Linked DNA regions of Mus musculus: regions 2, 3 and 4 are each linked to region 1. A link is a contact called in public HiChIP or PLAC-seq and promoter capture Hi-C data. All regions are on one chromosome and are shown on one strand. The core of a region is the stretch at or near the end of the contact, and the rest is flanking DNA. Distances in the headings are between cores, read along the strand shown.

Region 1 (4,272 bases), core at 1,231-3,730:
AACCCACTCTGGAACATCAAGTCACTGCAGGACCAAGCGCATTCTCTCCACTGAGGCCAGACAAGGCAGCCCAGTTAGGGACACAGGATCCACAGGCAGGCATCAGTCAGGAACTCTGTCCCTGCTCCAGTTGTCTATGAAGACCAAGCTGCACATCTGCTACGTATGTGTGGAGGGCCCAGGTCCAGCCTTTGTTTGCTCTTTCGTGGGTGGTTCGGTCTCTGGGAGACCCCAAGGGTCCAGGTTACTTGGTTCTGTTGGTCTTCCTGTGGTGTTCTCTCCAGGCCCCTCAAACTTTGTTTTTATTTATTTATTTATTTATTTATTTTTGTCTATTTCATTTGGTTTGCATTTTTGAGACAGGATCTCTAGCCCCAGTTGGCATCAAACTCACTATGTAGTTGAAGATAACCTTGCATCCTTCTGCCTCCATGTCCCAAGACCTGGAACTACAGGCGTGTACCAGCTTGCTTGCCGGGTTTTCCTCAGGGCCAGGGATCCGACCCAGGTTAGGAAAGTGCTCTACCAAATGAGCTCCACCCCTATTCCCCAGTTTGGTTCTTCCCTGCCTTTGTGCTGCTGTGGAACCCAGAGCCTCCGAGCCGCGTGTGTGCACACTTGTGCATACAACTGCTCTGCCGGAGGAACTACCATCAGCCCATCGAGGCACTGGGAGAAATCAGGCTCTGAAATAAACCAGATCAAGTTTTCCAGGCCAAACTGTGAGCCTCAGGCTGTGTTCACACTCCTTGAAACAAAGCACCCGCCCCAAGTCTCAGAAGCCTACCTGGCCTGATTTTCTACTAGCAAATTAAAATGATTGGCTGCAAACTCCATCATCCGCCTGTACTTCTCAAACTGAACATGGCTTTTCCCCCAGAGCAAGAGAGGGGGTGGGAAAGGAAAAACACCCCAGGGAACAAACCTCCTTTTGAAAGCACAGAGTTGATGGGGCGTAAGGATTGCAGACTCCCATCTCTGGTCCTCTGGCATCATGTTAAAAAAAAAAAAAGAAAAAAGACTGGGGATTTCAAGATTCATTTCACAGGCCCTGGGAAAACTACCAACAATAATCATGATACAGAAGATGAATAGCAATATTAGTATTCAACTTGTGATAAAAAAAAATAGGATTATTTCCTATGTATTGGAGGTTCCTGAAGTATGCCAATTTCCAGAGACAAGTGGTGGTTGCCAGGGGCTGGGGGAGGAGGGAATGGGGAGATACTGTACACTGCTGTACAGCTTCAGTTTTACAAGATCAAAGAGAGTTTAGAGTACTTGCCTAGCAGGAGAAAAGCCCTGAGTTCTAAGCCTAGCACTACAAACTGAGGGAGCAGGCAGGGAAGGGGAAAAAAAAAAAAAACAAAAAAAACCCTAACCTAAGGCTAGGCTGAGGTTGACTAAATTCATCACAAATTTAAGATCTGAGGGGAGAAATACACACAACTCTCAGCTTGGCAGCTTTCATTTACCCGGAACCGCACTGCTAGTGGTTAGAAACTATGCCTTTGAAAAGAAATCTGCATTTCCTTTCTGTTCTGCAATTACTAGCAGGGACCTTCCAACAACTCACTGGACATCTCTGACTTTCACCTACATAGTAACAAACTACAAATCCCTCCGCAGAGGACTATGAGTCTGAGGACATAACAAAACCTCAGTAATACGGTAGTTAGCCCTGACTAATGTATTCTTACTATGAATGTGAGCAGTGAGTTACTGTTTTATGATGATTACTTAAAAGTCAGCAACAACGAAATTAGTATCATCAGGTCGAGAAGAGCATTAGAAGATTTGGTTTTAAGAGGAAAGGTGACCCAAGATACAGTCAGAAGACATGAGCTTCCAGAATGGTCTTGCGCATTCAGATTTCTTCCCTGGCGGTCACGGGCTGGCGTGACCCTGGAACCAACTCCCTCGCCGCCCAGGCATCTTGGCGAGGTGGGTGCGAAGGTCGGAAGAGGCAGGCTGGCTGCAGAGCCCCTCCTGAGCCCGAGGCGCTGACAACGTGCAAGGATTGTGCAAGAGAATCGTTCGTACCAAAACCAAGTGCTCCGCACCGCACTCCTCCTGAACACCTGCCACTCAGGCCATCAAGGATGCTGCAAGGAAGCTGCAAGCTTCTCCTAGGCCCTGCAAGACCCTAAGAAAAGGCATCCCCAAACAACCTGGGTGGCAGGTTTATAAATACCCCCCTGCACATGCGCAATGAGACTACACTGCGCCTGCGCCATGGCGGAGAGTCAGACCATAAAAAAAGGTTCCGAGGCCCTGCAGGACACTTGCGGTCTGCGGTAATCATGGCCCAGGGCCCCGCGCTGCTTACCTCGTAGTGCTTCATGGTTCTTCCACAGGATGGCACCTGCTCTGCTGCAACTGAGTGGCCGCCGTACCGCACCAAACACCACCCAGCTCCACACACACTCGGGGAGCAGCACTCCCGGACTCCGGCTCCGCCCCCCTCTATGCGTGCGTCCCTCCTGCCAATCAGCGTGGGGTGCACCCACTGCTCGCGCCACACAACTGACCAATCAGATTTCTCGATCCAAGGAGCGCAGCGGACCCCCTCCCCCCCACTTTGGCAAGCAAGATTAAAACCCGGCCACCCACCAATCAAAAGGAAGCCTGGGCGCCGCGCGCCCTCTGGCTCCGCCCATTGCAGTGTTGCGGTGGAAATCCAGCGACGTCAGGCTGAGGGGTCAATGCGGCAAAACGAGAACAAAGAGCTGCGTGGCCCGGAGAGCCAGGCTTGGGGTGAATTCGTAGATGTAGAGAAGCTCATCTAAGAGATGAGACCTCAGATTATCATCCATCACCAGGACCCTTGAAAGGACTCCAGATATCACGAATGGAGAAAGGAAAAGAAAACCTGCACCGCATTCTACAGGTGCCCCTCCTAAAACAGCTCCTGTCAGTTGAGCTGGCCCTAGAAGCAAAACCACCTTTGTCTCTGCCTGCGTTATCGTGTACAGTTTGGTTACTACTGGCCACATGTAGCTACTGAGCCCTTGAAATATACAGGAAAAAAATGACAGGTGCTGCCAGTCTAAAAATACAGGACATCAGAGAACAGTGCAGAGAAAGACGACATTACAGGGGCTGGTGAGATGGCTCAGTGGGTAAGAGCACCAACTACTCTTCCAAAGGTACTGAGTTCAAATCCCAACAACCACATGGTGGCTCACAACCACCCATAATGAGATCTGATGCCCTCTTCTGGTGCGTTTGAAGACAGCTACAGTGAACTTATTTTAATAAATAAATCTTTGGACCGGAGCAAGTGGGGTTGGCCAGAGCAAGCAGAGGTGTAGAGGTCCTAAATTCAATTCCCAACAATCACATTAAGGTTCACAACCATCTGTACAACTACAGTGTGTACTCATATATATAGAATAAATAAATCTTAAAAAAAAAAAGACATTACAAATGAAGGCATTTGGTATCCTACCTAATGGGCTCAATTCAATCCCAGGGACCCACATAATGTAAGGCCGGAACAGAGACACCATGGCACATGTGCAAGCACACATATACACACACTCTCATAAGTAAATATAAAATGTTAAAAGCCTAGTGCAGCCAGATTCTGCTTGCTGTAGTCTGCAGCCTGAATATATATATGTATATACTGCAGGAATAAATGTTCAGACATGGCATTTAGGGTTAGTTTAATAATATTATATAACAGGCCCAATAAAATTGTAGACTTTCTTGCCAGAAAAAGGGGGGAGGGGCTGTGGATCAGAACAGACGTTTTCAGTAGAAGAAATACAAATGGCTAACATATATCTCAAAGTATTCATCATTCTTTAGAGTTAGAGAAACAGAAATTAAACTTTGAGGCTTCATCTCATCTCTGTCAGAATGGATAAAACCAATAAAACAACCATTAACAAATTCTAGAGGGCGTGTAGGGAAAGGTAACCCCTTGTTCACTGCTGGGAGGATTGCAAACTGGTGTAGCCACTATGGAAATAAGTTTGAGAATTCTCAAAAAGCCAAAAAAATAAACCATATAATCCAGCTATACTGCTCCTTGGCATATGACCAAAGGACTTCTCACTCCACAGATACTTGCTCAGCCATGTTGGCTGCCATACACAGTAGCTAGGAAATACAACGTACGTAAACATTCTCTGATCGACGGCTGGCTAATGGCAGTGTGGTACATATACTCTGTGCAATACTATTTTGCTGTAAAGAAAACTGAAATTGTGAACTGTCAGGGTTCCACCCTGACACTCAGGTACCGATGTGGGGCGCAGAGCA
Region 2 (4,272 bases), core at 763-3,262, 730 kb before region 1:
TGTTGGGTTTTTTTTTCCTTTCCTGTACCCTGCTACTTGAATGACAATTCTGAGACTAATTATTTGCTAATAAATGCCTAGGCCATAAGCCATGACTCACTCCCTAACTAGCTCATAACTTATTTAATCCATTCACACTATTCTGTTTTCCTCATGATTAGTTACCTCTCCTTCAGTCCCAGGCTGCTTCTTCCTTATCTTCTTTCTTAGCATCTCTCTGGAATCTCTCTTTATTCTCTCCCTGTTTTCCAGAATCCTCTCTCTTCCTGCCAATGTCCCACTTTCCACTTCCTGCCTCAGCTCATTGGCCATAAGCCTTTATTTATTGACAGGTGATGCATCTAAGAGATTCTCTACACCAGTTGCTTCCTGACTTCTGTATTTTCCTTACCACCCTCACCAAAGCATCAGAGAACAGTGCCTACCCCACCTCCAGAGCCCCCACGAGCCAGTCACTCCACTCCACCTCCAGAGCCCCCCACGAGCCAGTCACTCCACTCCACCTCCAGAGCCCCCCATGAGCCAGTCACTCCTTAGCATGCTCTGCCATTTCCTCAGCATGCGTTTCTCTTGGCTTTCCCCCCAGATTATTTTTGCAGCTCCTTAAGTGCCCTCCTTGCTTCTATCCTTCCTCCAGTACTGTCAGAATAAAACTTTGATGTTCTCATATAACACCACATTTTTCTGTCCAGACATCTCCCAGGAATCTTCCTCTCACCCAGATTAAACTGCAAGGCCACTTAGAATCTTCCCACCATTAATCCCATCTCATTCTTTCCATCGCTCATCTCTCTCCACCCCTGATGAGCTCACTATGGCTTCTGAACACATCAAACACCAACCTGTCTGATCTATTGTACCTACAACTCCTTCCTATTACCAACAACTGGTCCCCTAATAATCATTCAAGTCCTTCGTCCTTTGAGGATTATATTTAGACATAGGATATATCCAGAATCCATCTTCTGTTTTGTGATGTCCAGACCTAGGATGTGTATATTGTGACAAAAACTGCTGGGCTTCTCAGTGCTTCTCGAGAGGCACAGGAAAGAGAACCAGGTGGAAGATATAATGTAAATCATTAAGCACTACCATATTTGTGTATGTATAAATAAGTAGACATTTTATATTACTGGTTTCTGAAACTACAGAAACCATTAATGAGGAAGTGTAACAACCAACCAGATATCTAATTGTTAAAGAATTCTGCTATTAGAACACGACTCTAGGAAACTGTTCTCCACTGGTTTCTTTTAATCTCTGTCACAACTGGAAAACACAGCTTAAAATGGTAACGAACACACACACACACACACACACACACACACACACACACACATACCACCTACTGACGCTGTGAATCCTCTAAGGCAGGGCTATTAGAGTGGGAATGGAGGCAAAATGTCTCAATCTTAAAGTATGAGGAGAGGTCCATTTTCTAAGAAAACTAACGCCATGCCATGAGCTGGCTTCCAGAGCAGAGGAAAAGAAGTCACTTTTACCCACACCACAGACTGGTCCTTAGACCAGCAGAGTGTGCATCACCAAGGACCCCACCCCTGACTTAATAAATGTGAAATTCTCCTGAATTCATGCTGATCAGTCCTGGTTTAAAACTGGAATTCTGACAGCCACTGTCCTAAATATTCAGGTCTGGGGGGGCGGGGGGGAGGGGCCTCATGACCAATCAGTGCTGGGATAAATACCAGAGAACTCTCTGCACATCTTCCAGCAAACGGAAATGCTGTTCCAGAGAGGTTCCTACACTTTGCTGTATTTAAGACTCCCTCAATTAATTGTTCCCAATTCAAAGGCCTGAAGGTCCTTTTTACCTTTTGCCCGCAACTGTCGAAGCCTGAATTTGAGGCCCAGCAGAGGTCGCTGACGCCCAGGAAGAGAGACAGAGTGAGCGTTGCAAGGGGAGCCCAGGAGCTTTGACATCATACTAAGCTCCTCCTTGCACGCGCACATCACACACACACACACACACACACACACACACACACACACACACACACACACACACACACACACAAATACAGACACACACAAAACGCTGTATCCCTCTCCTCACGCTCTCCCCCATCCCATCTGCCCCGTACCTCCCCCTCCCTCGGCAAGTGAGTGTCCCGGGCGTAGCCACCTAGTCTGGCCAGAAGCGCAGCGCCTACTGCCCATGGGAACCCACGCATAACAGGAGCGACCTCCGCGTCTGCAGCGGGACCGATAGTCCCAGCACCGAGGATCTCCAGCACCCCACCCCCGCCCCGCTCGGCCGCGACAAGCAGAGCCGCCACCCCTTCCAAACCCGAGGACCCCGCCACCTCTATGAGAGAAGGCGACACGGGGCAAAGGAACAGGACGCCTGGCAGCCGGACTCCCCCGCAAGTGCGCGGCGCCCGCTCCGCGACCGCGCCGCGATCACCCGGGAAGCCCGATGCCAGCGCCGCGCTTCGGCTGAGAGGGGACAGGGCGGGTTTCTCCCGCTCGTCCCGGATCCGGTCTCCGCAGCGTCTGCGCGTCCCAGCCGGAGCTCCGCCGGCCAGGGAGTGAGTCGCAGCGACAGGAGAACCAGAGTGGCTGCCCGGGGTTGGCCGGGGCAGGGAAAGGAGGGACGGAGCGGGGGGAGGGCGCAGGGGGCGGGGAGGGGACCCCGGAGGAGAGAGATGACAATGTCTCTCATCCAAGCGTGCCGCAGTCTGGCTCTCTCAACATGGCTGCTTTCCTTTTGTTTCGTGCATCTGCTCTGCCTGGACTTCACCGTGGCGGAGAAGGAGGAATGGTACACCGCCTTCGTGAACATCACCTATTTGGAGCCCGAGCCCGGGGCCGCGGTGGCGGGCAGCGGTGGCGGCGCGGAGCTGCACACGGAGAAGAGCGAGTGCGGGCGATACGGGGAGCACTCGCCCAAGCAGGACGCGCGCGGCGAGGTGGTCATGGCCAGCTCGGCCCAAGACCGCCTGGCTTGCGACCCCAACACCAAGTTCGCCGCGCCGGCCCACGGCAAGCACTGGATAGCCCTCATCCCCAAGGGCAACTGCACGTACAGGGATAAGATCCGGAACGCGTTCCTGCAGAACGCCTCCGCTGTGGTCATCTTTAACGTGGGCTCCAACACAAACGAGACCATCACCATGCCCCACGCAGGTGAGCAACCCGGGGGGTGCCTGGCGGACGTGGGGGAGGGGAGCCCGAGAAGCGTCTAGGGAGATCTAGCACCGCCTCCGGGGCACCTCTGGCTGAGAAGTCCGTGCAGCACCAGAGACCAGTCTCTTATGTATGAACCTATTAAGTTTTGTTGTGCGTCGCTTGGGGGACAGGTTACAAGCATGAGAGGTTTCAGTATGTTGGGGGAGTATCGGAGAGTCTGGTTCGGGAGAGGGTTCAAGCTGTGGAGTGTCTTCTCCCAGGAGAATTTGGAAAGTGAGATTTGGGAAACAGGGCTGAGATATTGTTCTTGTTAGTGACCCGTTTCAGCACCTGTTTGGAACCGGAAGTTCTAATAACTTGTCTCTGCGCTTCGTTGTGTGTATCAGATATACATACCTGGTGCAAGTGTTTGTGTATCAAGAGGCAGGTCAACTTACCTGTCTGCAGCTGACCATCGGCAAACTGCTCTCCCAAGTCAGGTTTCAGCCCTTCTCAGGAGCCCTTCCCCTTGCTGGGACCATAAGTAAATAATATTCAAAGCTCTGCCAGGTTGTCATCTAGAGAGATGGACTGACGGGGAGCATGGGTGAAACATTGCAATGCCCAACAAGCCAAGAATAGCCACAACGTTAGAATTACTTTCTACTGCTGTGTTGTCTTCTGCCTGCATCTGGTTTCGAGATGCACTCAAGAAAGACCTTTGTCAGTGACCACAGGGGCCAGACTAAAAATAAGCATGATTGCCCCAATTCAACACAGTCTATAAACAGTGTTTTCGTGAGAGAAGTAACAGAAGCAACAAGACTATGTTATTCATATTTATTAGCACAGGCCACTGGTTATAGGAAACTGCCTTCTTTGAGCGCAAGCTCATGCAGAGGCACCTGAGAGGTGGGTCCTTTTTTCCCTCACAGCATTTCCTGCAAGCAGGATGTGGGAGAAATGACTGGAGTGTCGTTCTGGGCAGAGTCATCCAATCAGAACAATTGTTGCAATTAAAGCCCAAGCTTCTAATAAGCAAAGAACTGGGATGGAACATGCAGATTGGCTGTACGTGCAGACATATTTTCTATAGAGACAGATCTCTCTTTCAAGAGTTCATAGCATCTATTCGTGAAATAT
Region 3 (4,272 bases), core at 1,308-3,807, 640 kb after region 1:
CCATGTCTCAATCCCTACAGCAAGAGCCAGTCTGGGATCCAGCATGAGCTCCACTGCTCTCCTCTCCCCTTACCTGGGTCCTCTTGCTGATGCCGGGCCTTCTGTACCCCCACTTTCTGGTTCACCTTCCTCTCGCTGAGCCTCCACTATGTTCTAGTCTCTGAAGTCTACTATATCATTATCTTCAGTACTTTTTAGTACTTTTTTATCTGCCTCATTGAAACAGGATCTTACTATGTAAGCTCAGGCTGGCCTCTCCATCTCCTGCCTCTGCCTTCCCAGTGCTGTACCTGGAGAATGCCATGGTATCTCACCTGAGCCTTAGAGCAGGTTCTTGGAAGTTCCCCAGTCCCTGGCCCACCTCTCTCCTCCAGCCTCCCCCATCTCCAAGCCTCCCCAGGGTGGAAGGCTCACTCACCTACTTGTAGCACTCGATCCACAGCCCCACTCTGTAGCAGGTGCAGCCCACGGGTGAATGGTACCCGGGTGTCCTGCTCACCTTCTGGGGGCTGGTAGCCCAGTGATGAGTACATACAGATCTCCCGCTCACTTCGTGGAAAAGACCAGAACACAATGCGCTTCTGAACCGGTTCCGGCACCCGGGAGAACCTTTCCTCCACCTGTGGGGAGTGCTGGTGGGTTAGAAACCTGGGATTGAATCCTGGCTTTGCTGTTTATAAGCAGCACAATCTTGCTGCTTATAAACAGCACCTGACTTCTCTGAGTCTGTCTTCTCAAGTATAAAATAGCAATGTGACAATCAACCATCCTATGGAGATTGGGAAGATAAAATATATATAAGTGAGCCACGAATGGTGGTACACCTTGAAGTCCCAACAACTTGGGAGGCTATACTTGTGTCAACTAGTTCAACACCAGCTTGGATGATACAATGAAACTCCCAGGAACAAAATAGGTTCCAATACAATCATATTTATTTACAACAGTGCCTGGCTCATAGTTAACATTCTAGAAGCTCTTACTGGCAGGTCGCAGGGGTCTGGGGTAAAACCCTCCTCAGCCCAGGCTTTGTGCAGGACAAGAAGAAGTTAGATACACGTGTGAGAAAGACCGAGGACGTGGGTTCCTAGCCTTCCCTCTGCTCAGCCCCTTATGGAGATGGCATCTTCACAGGGACACAAGATGCTGAAACCATAGCACTGGGTCAGTGTCACAGCCTCAGAACGAGCCTGAGGAAGCTGGCATGACAGCTTGAGAACCTGAAGGGGTCAGCATTACTACATCAGAGATGAAGTCAGCTCTTCAGGATCCCTAAACCAAATTGTTCAGACTCCCAACATCAGTTCCACCCTGGGTATTTCTTCCCCTGTTCCTCCCCTGAGGAAAAAAAAAAAAGCCCCTTCTCTAGGAGGGAAGGGCTGACCTGCCATCCCCTGTAGACTCCAAGGAATGGAGCCAGCATTCGAGGCTGTGTTCCAATCTGAGTTGGCTAGTGACTGGCTGGGTGACCTTGGGCAAGTTTCTCAACGTCTCTGTGCCCCAGTTTCCTCAAAGTGAGAACAACTCCACAAGGGCTCCAGAACCTGCCCAGAGTTCTCTTAGCACCTGGCTGGGCCAAGGCAGATCTGTGAGAGTCCTGAAGACAGTTTTACGGTTCTTCTGTGCATGTCACATAGGGTGAACAGCACGGAGGCCCTACCCAAGGTTTCTACGAGAGAAGGGGGAGTCAGTGATTCGGCTCCTGACAGTTGGCAGATGACTAAGGAGGGATTTTCCGGTCATGAATCAGAGCCTGCTCAGTCCACGGTCAGTCCAAACCCATCCATCCTAACTCAGGAAGAGTTGTGAGGCCAAGAACACTCAAAGTCAGACTGAAAGACAGCTGTATGGGACTGAGAGGAGCCTCGGACCCTTCCCATCTTCTTGGGGGACCCTTAGACAGAGAGAGGGGAATTTTTTCTCGGGACACCACTCCACAAGTCACAGAGTAGGGGTTCCAGGAGCCTCTCTGCCTCTGTATCCCAATCTTGGCTCTGGAATAGCTGGAGGGAGGGGGAAGGGGGGAGGAGGGGCACAGAGCCCTTCCCTCAGTGACCCTGCCTCTTGTCCCACAGTCGGGGATCTGGAGAGGACTGGTGGGCTCTGGAGGCTGGAGCAAAGGGATACAGGGGTGTCATGTATAGGCCCTGCAGAGACGGGGGTCTTCTTCCTGGAGGGTGGGACAGGGAAACCCTACGGCAGGAGTGGGGCAGTGTGGGTCTCTGGGCTGGTGTGTCTCTTGAGGAAGAAAAGAGGTCAGAATAGAGACCCGGAGGGTCGCGGGCAGAGAGGCTCGGGGTGCGGGGCCCGGGGTGGCGGTGTGGGGGGCTGGCTGCTGGGGAGGGGGCGAGGTGTGAGGCCTGGGGCAGGCCGGGGCCTTACCTGCTCGAAGGCCCAGCTCTCGGCCACCCGCTTGGCGCTAAGGTCCAACAACGGCTCGGGGCGACTGCGACGGGCCCCGGTCCCGGGCTCGTCCCCCGCGGGGCAGCCCCGGCTGCGCTTGGCCGCCGGGGGCTCCATCCGGCCGAGCCGGCCGGACGACGCGGCCCCTTTAAGACTCTTCACAACAATGAAGCCGTCTTAGCAGCCGCTGCCTCCTCAGACGAGGCCCCGCCCCCACCGCCCTATTTCTCCCTTTCTATTGGCTGTCCTCAAAGACCCGCCTCCAAGATGCCGCTGTTCATTCGACAATCTCCACGTCCGTCTTTTCTGTGCCATCCAATAAGAGGTCGCAAGAAGAGTCGCTGTCCATCACGGGGCGGTATGAGCCAATCAAAATGAGGGAACCCCACGGCTTGGCCTTGTGAGGAGTTTCGGGGAGGTCTCACGTTCATTCACAACATTCCTTCTCCGCCCCTTTGGGCCGGCCCTCTAGCCTGGCGGCTGGGGCTGCGCCTACACACGGCTTTGTTTACGGAGGGTCGCTTCCGGCCGCCTCCCGGCCGGGGTTGACTCTCTCTGAGCTGTAATGACCCTAGAAACTCAATAACCTCTCTGGGCCACTGGTACAGTTTGGATGCTCTAAGAGCCGACCCGGGCCAGCACAGTCCTTCCTAGCAATGCGCTCGCTGTGGGCTGTTAACTTTACGAGTTCCTCTTGAGCTGCGAGCTAAGACACCCCAATCCTTTCTACGTCTGTGGAATGAACATGAAATTGCCCATTTCGACCCATGAGAGTGTTAGTTTCATTAGATTGGACTTAATGCATGTCAAATCCCCCACTTCGAATCGTTTTTTCCCCCTGACTCAGCTTATATTTTCCACAGTGCGGAAGCCACTCACCATCTTCGTCATTTTTCCACACCCCACCCCCATGACCTAAGAGAACCTTGCGTTTTCCTACCGTCGCGGCCTCTCCAGCATCATTTATTCATCTAGTCCAGGATTAGATGGCCCACCACCCTGCACTACCTCTGAACCCCCCCCCCCCTTCTCTCATTATGTAACCCTGGTTAGTCTGATTGGAGATCCTCTTGCCTCATCCTTTAGAGCTCTTTGAGATACCAGGGTAGGGGGGTTGTTAAATGTCTCTCTGAACTCTGAGCTCCAAGGATCAAGTGTACGTCCATGGGGAGACAAGTCAGCACGTGGAACAGCGCCCAGCGTACAGTAGCAGTTCAGACTAAAACCTGCCAACATAGCTGTGATCCCATTTAGTGTTTAGGATCCTCAAAGCAGGAAAAACCCAACCTGGTCCACAGAAGCCGACTAGCCCACTGGTTGCTTTTGGACAGACCCCTCCCCACCGTGGCAACTAACAGTCACTCATAAGTAGCCTGTGAACCCTTGAAACAGGGCTGCTCAAGTGGGGCTCTTTTGTAGGGGGAAGAACACAATGGAGGAACTGGAGAGATGGCTCAGAGGTTAAGAGCACCGGTCAATGGATCCCAGAAGACTTGAGTTTGATTCCTGGAACCTACATGGCACATGATCGCTGTGACTCCAACTCCAAGGGAATCTTACATCCCCGGCGGGACCCTGTCTCAATAACAGCAGTGATGTCTTAGTTTTCTTTGTTTCTTTATTTCCATTTTGTTTTTGTTTTTGTTTTTGTTTTTCGAGACAGGGTTTCTCTGTATAGCCCTGGCTGTTCTGGAACTCAATTTGTAGACGAGACTGGCCTCAAACTCAGAAATCTGCCTGCCTCTGCCTCCTGAGTGCTGGGATTAAAGGTGTGCACCACCATGCCCAGCCCATGTGTGGGTTTTTTTTTTTTTTTTTTTTTTTTTTTTTTTTTTTTGTGATTGGGTTACCTCACTTAGGATGATATTC
Region 4 (4,272 bases), core at 593-3,092, 550 kb after region 1:
GTCTCTCTTTCTCTCTCACACACACACACACCAAATTCTCAACAAAGAAGAAAAACATGGCAGGAAACAGATTGGAAAAGACCCAGTTCCACCCACAGCTGACCCTGACAGGATCACCCAGAACCTAGACTCTAGGAAGGTAGGGCTCCTGTTTTCCTGCCCCATGTCCATCCCAGTGCCTAGCTCCAAGTACTGCCCACAGCAGAAGTCCCAAAGAATATGTTGAGCATCTTTCTTACCTTGGCCTTTCAGTTTCTCTAGGGCCTGGGGCTGACCCCCCACCAAAGCCAGGAATTCAGCCTCCAGCTCCTCCTCATTAATCCCATCCTCGGGGATCATCAGGCCGTCTGGGGAGAAGTCAACCAGCAGACCAAGCTACGGGAGCAACCGGGCTCCAGTTAGACCTTCCATAGACCGCTCAGGCCCAGAGACCCGTCGGGATGCTGGAACCAAATCTCTACGAGGAAGCCATTTCTTGGAGAGACCAGGAGGCTGAGGAAGACACCCTCATACAATAACGTTCTTTATGCACATGGCTCCCCAGCAGCAGAGAACGCACCAGTGTGGGACTGGAAGGTGCACTCATCATTAAAGTGCTAACCCTAACCCTAGTATGTGCAAAGCTGGGTTCCATCCCAGCATGGCAAGGAGAAAAATAAATAAATAAAAGCCACGATGACTATGACAACAGTGGGGGCAAAGTTGAAGAACTGGGTCTTTTTTATAGACCTGCCCTTCTGCTTTGGCTAGTGACCAACAAAATATGATGAGTTACATGAAATTACCCTTTCTATAGGTCCAAATTGGCCAAATCTTAGCAGTTATGCATGGCTTCACCTATTGAGTGAAGCCATTAGTCACAGAGAGCCCAAGAATCCAGCGGCCACACTCCCTCTGTTCTAGCATTTTTCCATAAATAGTCTCAGTAAGTCTTTATAACTGCCCTTTAAGGACTCTTCTAGGCTTCCATTCCACAGGTGGAAAAACTGAGGCTCCAAACTACAAATACATTCAGTCAAATGTACCTAGGTCAGGGGGAACCTGAGCACAGAGCCCTGGGATCCCTGGTTCAAAGATGGGACAAATCAAACTCCCACAGGCCCTGAATCTGGGAGTATGGCTCTGGGCCACAGTCTTGTAGGTTTTCCTGTACACCTCTGGACTGACATTTCTGTCTGGCCAGGTGCTTCATCCTTGTGACCTTGACTAGATAGATCTCTGCGCCTCCCTTATCCTTAGTGTCCTCATCTGTACAATGGGTGTAGAGTGTGGCCTGACCCAGTTAATGCAAAGGCCTGAAAAGCCGGTCTGATTGCTTTCCCTTCCCGGTTGGAAGTGCTGCAGCAACAGGTGTTCCCTGAATCTGGGGTGTGAAGCTAGAAGCTGGATGGCCCAACCCAGTAGGCCATACACCTCACCTCGGGGGCGGGGCGGAGACCAGGGTTCACCTGGTGGCGAGGATCAGGCTTTTCTGGGGGTGGGGCACTCCCCGCGAGTGTGAGGAAGGGTGGAGAGAGACTCTGAGGAAGGGTGGGCAGGTACCCCTCGGTGGGTAGAGGGGCACACACTCACCTGGCGGGCAGTGACAGCACCTCGGCCCGGGGGTGCCTGGGGTCCATTCCTCTTGTGCATCTTCCAGGCTCGAAGCCCGGACTACCAGCCCCTGCACCTTTGCCTTGCCTTGCCTCTTCACCGAAGTCGAGTCTCAGAGCTCGCGCTGTTCCTGAGCCCTGAGTCCCTCCTCCGCGCCCGGCCCCCCGGGATTCTCGAGTTTGGGCCGCCCAGCTTCCGCCTTGGCCTTCAGGAGCGCGGCGGCTGGATTCGTGGGCTCTCTAGTTAAACTACAATTCCCGGCAGTCAGAGCGTGGAGGCGCATGCGCCTAGCATAAAGTAGGGCAGAGAGAAGGCGGAGCATGCGTAAGGTGTGTAGTCGGTACTACGCGTGCGTGGGGCGTGGCCTCACGGGCGGGAAAAAGAGAGAGAGCTGCAGGTGTGAGGGCGCGGCAGTGTGACGTCTGTGGCTCCACACCGCCGCACATCGTTCTGTTAGGCTTTGTGGTGGAGTGGGTGCGGGTGTGGGTGTGGGTGTGGATGCTCCTGCTCTCCCGTCTGTGGCGCAGGTCTTCAGGAGCCGAGTCCACAGTGTCAGGCCTCAGGCCTTCCTGTCTCCCACCGCCAGTTTGCCACGCGGTCCCCGTGACTGCCTATGTGGGTATTTTCTCAGAACGTTACGCCAGTGACCTAGGCGACCTATTCCCCATCAGATCCAGGTTGACCTCGTCCCGACTAAGGACAGAGCAACTTCCATTACTGCTGTGGCCCAGGTTGGTTCTGGCTTGCCATGGGTCCCACAGTCTGAAGACATTGGCCGGAAGCCACTCCTGACGCGGGGTAGCCCTCCTAAAGTCTTGTGTGACTTTGGTGGGTCTCCAGAGACCTCTCTGAAGCTTCCAAGTACCCCATGTCCCAGATAATTAAGCTTTGGGTGTGGGTGGGGGAGAAACGTAGTTGTCTCCAACCCAGAGACTCCAGCAGATACCGTGAAGAGGACGAGATCGTTCCTTCACACAGGGAAAGGGTGTGAATGGCTACCTGGCCATGGTCCAAGGTGGCTATGACCTGTCGCCCCACCCAGTGTCCTGCTGAAGACCAGCTGACTCCCCTCATCAGGCTGCCAGATGGGCCCAGTGGAGGAGGGAGACAGGGTACAGATGGGGACATACAGTGCTGGCAACAGCTGGAGAGTTTGTTTGTTGTTTTCAGATTTCTCAGGGAAAGATAAAATGAATAAGAAGAAACAGCGGAACTCAGGTATTTGGTTTATTCAAATTGGCTTTTTATTTTATTTTTATTTTTAATTTATTTCCAGGCAGAGTTTATGTATATCCCTGGCTGTCTGTCCTAGAACTAACTCTGTAGATCAGGCCTCAAACTCAGAGACAAACCTGCCTCTGCTTCCAGAGTGCTGGGATTAAAAGTATGATTCACCACAACCTGGCCTCAAATCGGCTTTTAAAATATTTATTTGAGGTACTAGGAATGGAACATGGAGCTTCCTGCATGATAAAACACTCTACCATGAAACTACATCTCAGACCCAAGGTGACCTTTTTAAACTTTTTATGATGTTTTTGAGATGGAGGAGGGGATTCTTGCCATGTGGGCCGACTAGTTTTATGTCAGTTTGACCCAAGTCATTTGGGAAAAGGGACTCTCAATTGGGAAAATGCCTCCAAAAGATTTGCCTGTAGCCAAGAGTGTAGTGTGTTTTCTTGATTAATGATTGATGTAGGTGGGTCCAGCTCGTGGGTGTGCTGCCTGGAGGCAGGTAGTCCTAAATTACATAAGAAAGCAGTTAGCTGTGAGCAAAAGCCCGTAAACAGCATTCCTTCATATCCTTTGTGAGTTCCTGAGGTTCCTCTCCTGACTTTCTCTGGTGATGGACTATGATATAAAAGTGTAAGTGGAATAAACCCTTTCTCCCTTGACTTGCTTTTGTTCATAGTTTTATGGTTTTTATAGTTTTTATTCCAACAATAGAAATCCTAACTAAGACATCATGTAGCCCAGGCTGGCTTTGAGCTTATGATCTTCCTGTCTCAGCTTTCCAAGTGTTGGGATGATAGGCCTGCGGCACCAAGCCCAGGTGTTCTGATGCTTTGTAAATGGAATCTCAGTATGGGGCTGCAGAGGTGACTCAGTAAAGTGCTTTCCAAATAAGCATGAGGACTTGACCCCAGTGGCCAGAACTGTGTTTAAAAAGCCAGGCATGGTTGGCCCTTGTTTGTAATCCCAATGACTTGCAGGTGAACAAGTACAGCCTACTTGGCAAGTTCCAGGTCAGTGAGAGACCCCCATAAAACAAGGACGGGGCTGGGGAGATGGCTGGGTGAGTTTGGTGCTTGCTGTGTGAAAAAGAGAACTCAAGTTTGGACTCCTAACACATAAAAGCTGGGTATGGTGGTGCATGTCTGTGCCCCAGCACTAGAGATGGGAAGTGGAGACAGCTAGTCTAAACACAACAGGAACCTCCAGGTTCAGTGAGAGATCGTCTCTCAAAGACAAATAAAATTGTTTTAGAAGATACAGATGAAGAAAGATGCCTAATATTGACCTCTGACTCCACATGTTCACCTATGCTCAGGCAAGAGCACTGGCATACACATGCAGGTGAACACACACACACACACACACACACACACACACACACACTCCCCAAGGTGGAAGGCTCCTGAAGAAGGACACCAGGCATCGTGTTCTGGCCTGTACACA

What was found. HiChIP or PLAC-seq counts read pairs in DNA pulled down with a chosen protein or histone mark. Capture Hi-C pulls out chosen DNA fragments and counts their contacts.
Region 2: a contact with region 1 is called in a promoter capture Hi-C map of liver. The contact joins the promoter of Rnf150 here to the promoter of Tecr in region 1. A contact is called at or near these places in 8 of 39 promoter capture datasets (the 3T3-L1 cell line, 3T3-L1-derived adipocytes, the HPC-7 cell line and 5 more), 1 of 15 datasets of contacts at CTCF or cohesin (large pre-B cells), 3 of 484 Hi-C or Micro-C datasets (embryonic fibroblasts, olfactory sensory neurons and pro-B cells), 7 of 115 datasets of contacts at active chromatin or transcription factors (the 230-238 cell line, bone marrow-derived macrophages, embryonic forebrain and 3 more) and 2 of 9 other capture datasets (liver and pancreatic islet).
Region 3: a promoter capture Hi-C map of liver shows a contact between it and region 1, with 3 times the contacts expected there. The contact joins the promoter of Zswim4 here to the promoter of Tecr in region 1. A contact is called at or near these places in 1 of 39 promoter capture datasets (erythroid cells), 1 of 484 Hi-C or Micro-C datasets (regulatory T cells), 2 of 115 datasets of contacts at active chromatin or transcription factors (effector CD8 T cells and large pre-B cells) and 1 of 9 other capture datasets (liver).
Region 4: a contact with region 1 is called in an H3K4me3 HiChIP or PLAC-seq map of pro-B cells, with 2.6 times the contacts expected there. The contact joins the promoter of Cc2d1a here to the promoter of Tecr in region 1. A contact is called at or near these places in 4 of 39 promoter capture datasets (the C10 cell line, cranial neural crest, liver and 1 more), 1 of 115 datasets of contacts at active chromatin or transcription factors (pro-B cells) and 1 of 9 other capture datasets (liver).

The regions. Positions count from the first base shown.
Region 1 is chr8:83,592,011-83,596,282 of GRCm38.p6, forward strand. Tecr (trans-2,3-enoyl-CoA reductase) reads right to left here and starts at 2,481. Exons shown (of 13, transcript NM_134118.5): 1 at 2,330-2,481. The coding sequence starts at 2,344. All of the region lies in intron 2 of D830024N08Rik (a long non-coding RNA gene), which reads left to right.
Region 2 is chr8:82,861,344-82,865,615 of GRCm38.p6, forward strand. Rnf150 (ring finger protein 150) reads left to right here and starts at 2,013. Exons shown (of 7, transcript NM_177378.4): 1 at 2,013-3,147. The coding sequence starts at 2,667.
Region 3 is chr8:84,234,485-84,238,756 of GRCm38.p6, forward strand. It overlaps Zswim4 (zinc finger SWIM-type containing 4), which reads right to left and starts at 2,558. Exons shown (of 14, transcript NM_172503.3): 1 at 2,383-2,558; 2 at 419-620. The coding sequence starts at 2,520.
Region 4 is chr8:84,146,075-84,150,346 of GRCm38.p6, forward strand. It overlaps Cc2d1a (coiled-coil and C2 domain containing 1A), which reads right to left and starts at 1,843. Exons shown (of 29, transcript NM_145970.2): 1 at 1,573-1,843; 2 at 240-375. The coding sequence starts at 1,632. It overlaps 4930432K21Rik (RIKEN cDNA 4930432K21 gene), which reads left to right and starts at 1,964. Exons shown (of 9, transcript NM_029045.2): 1 at 1,964-2,324; 2 at 2,764-2,811. The coding sequence starts at 2,784.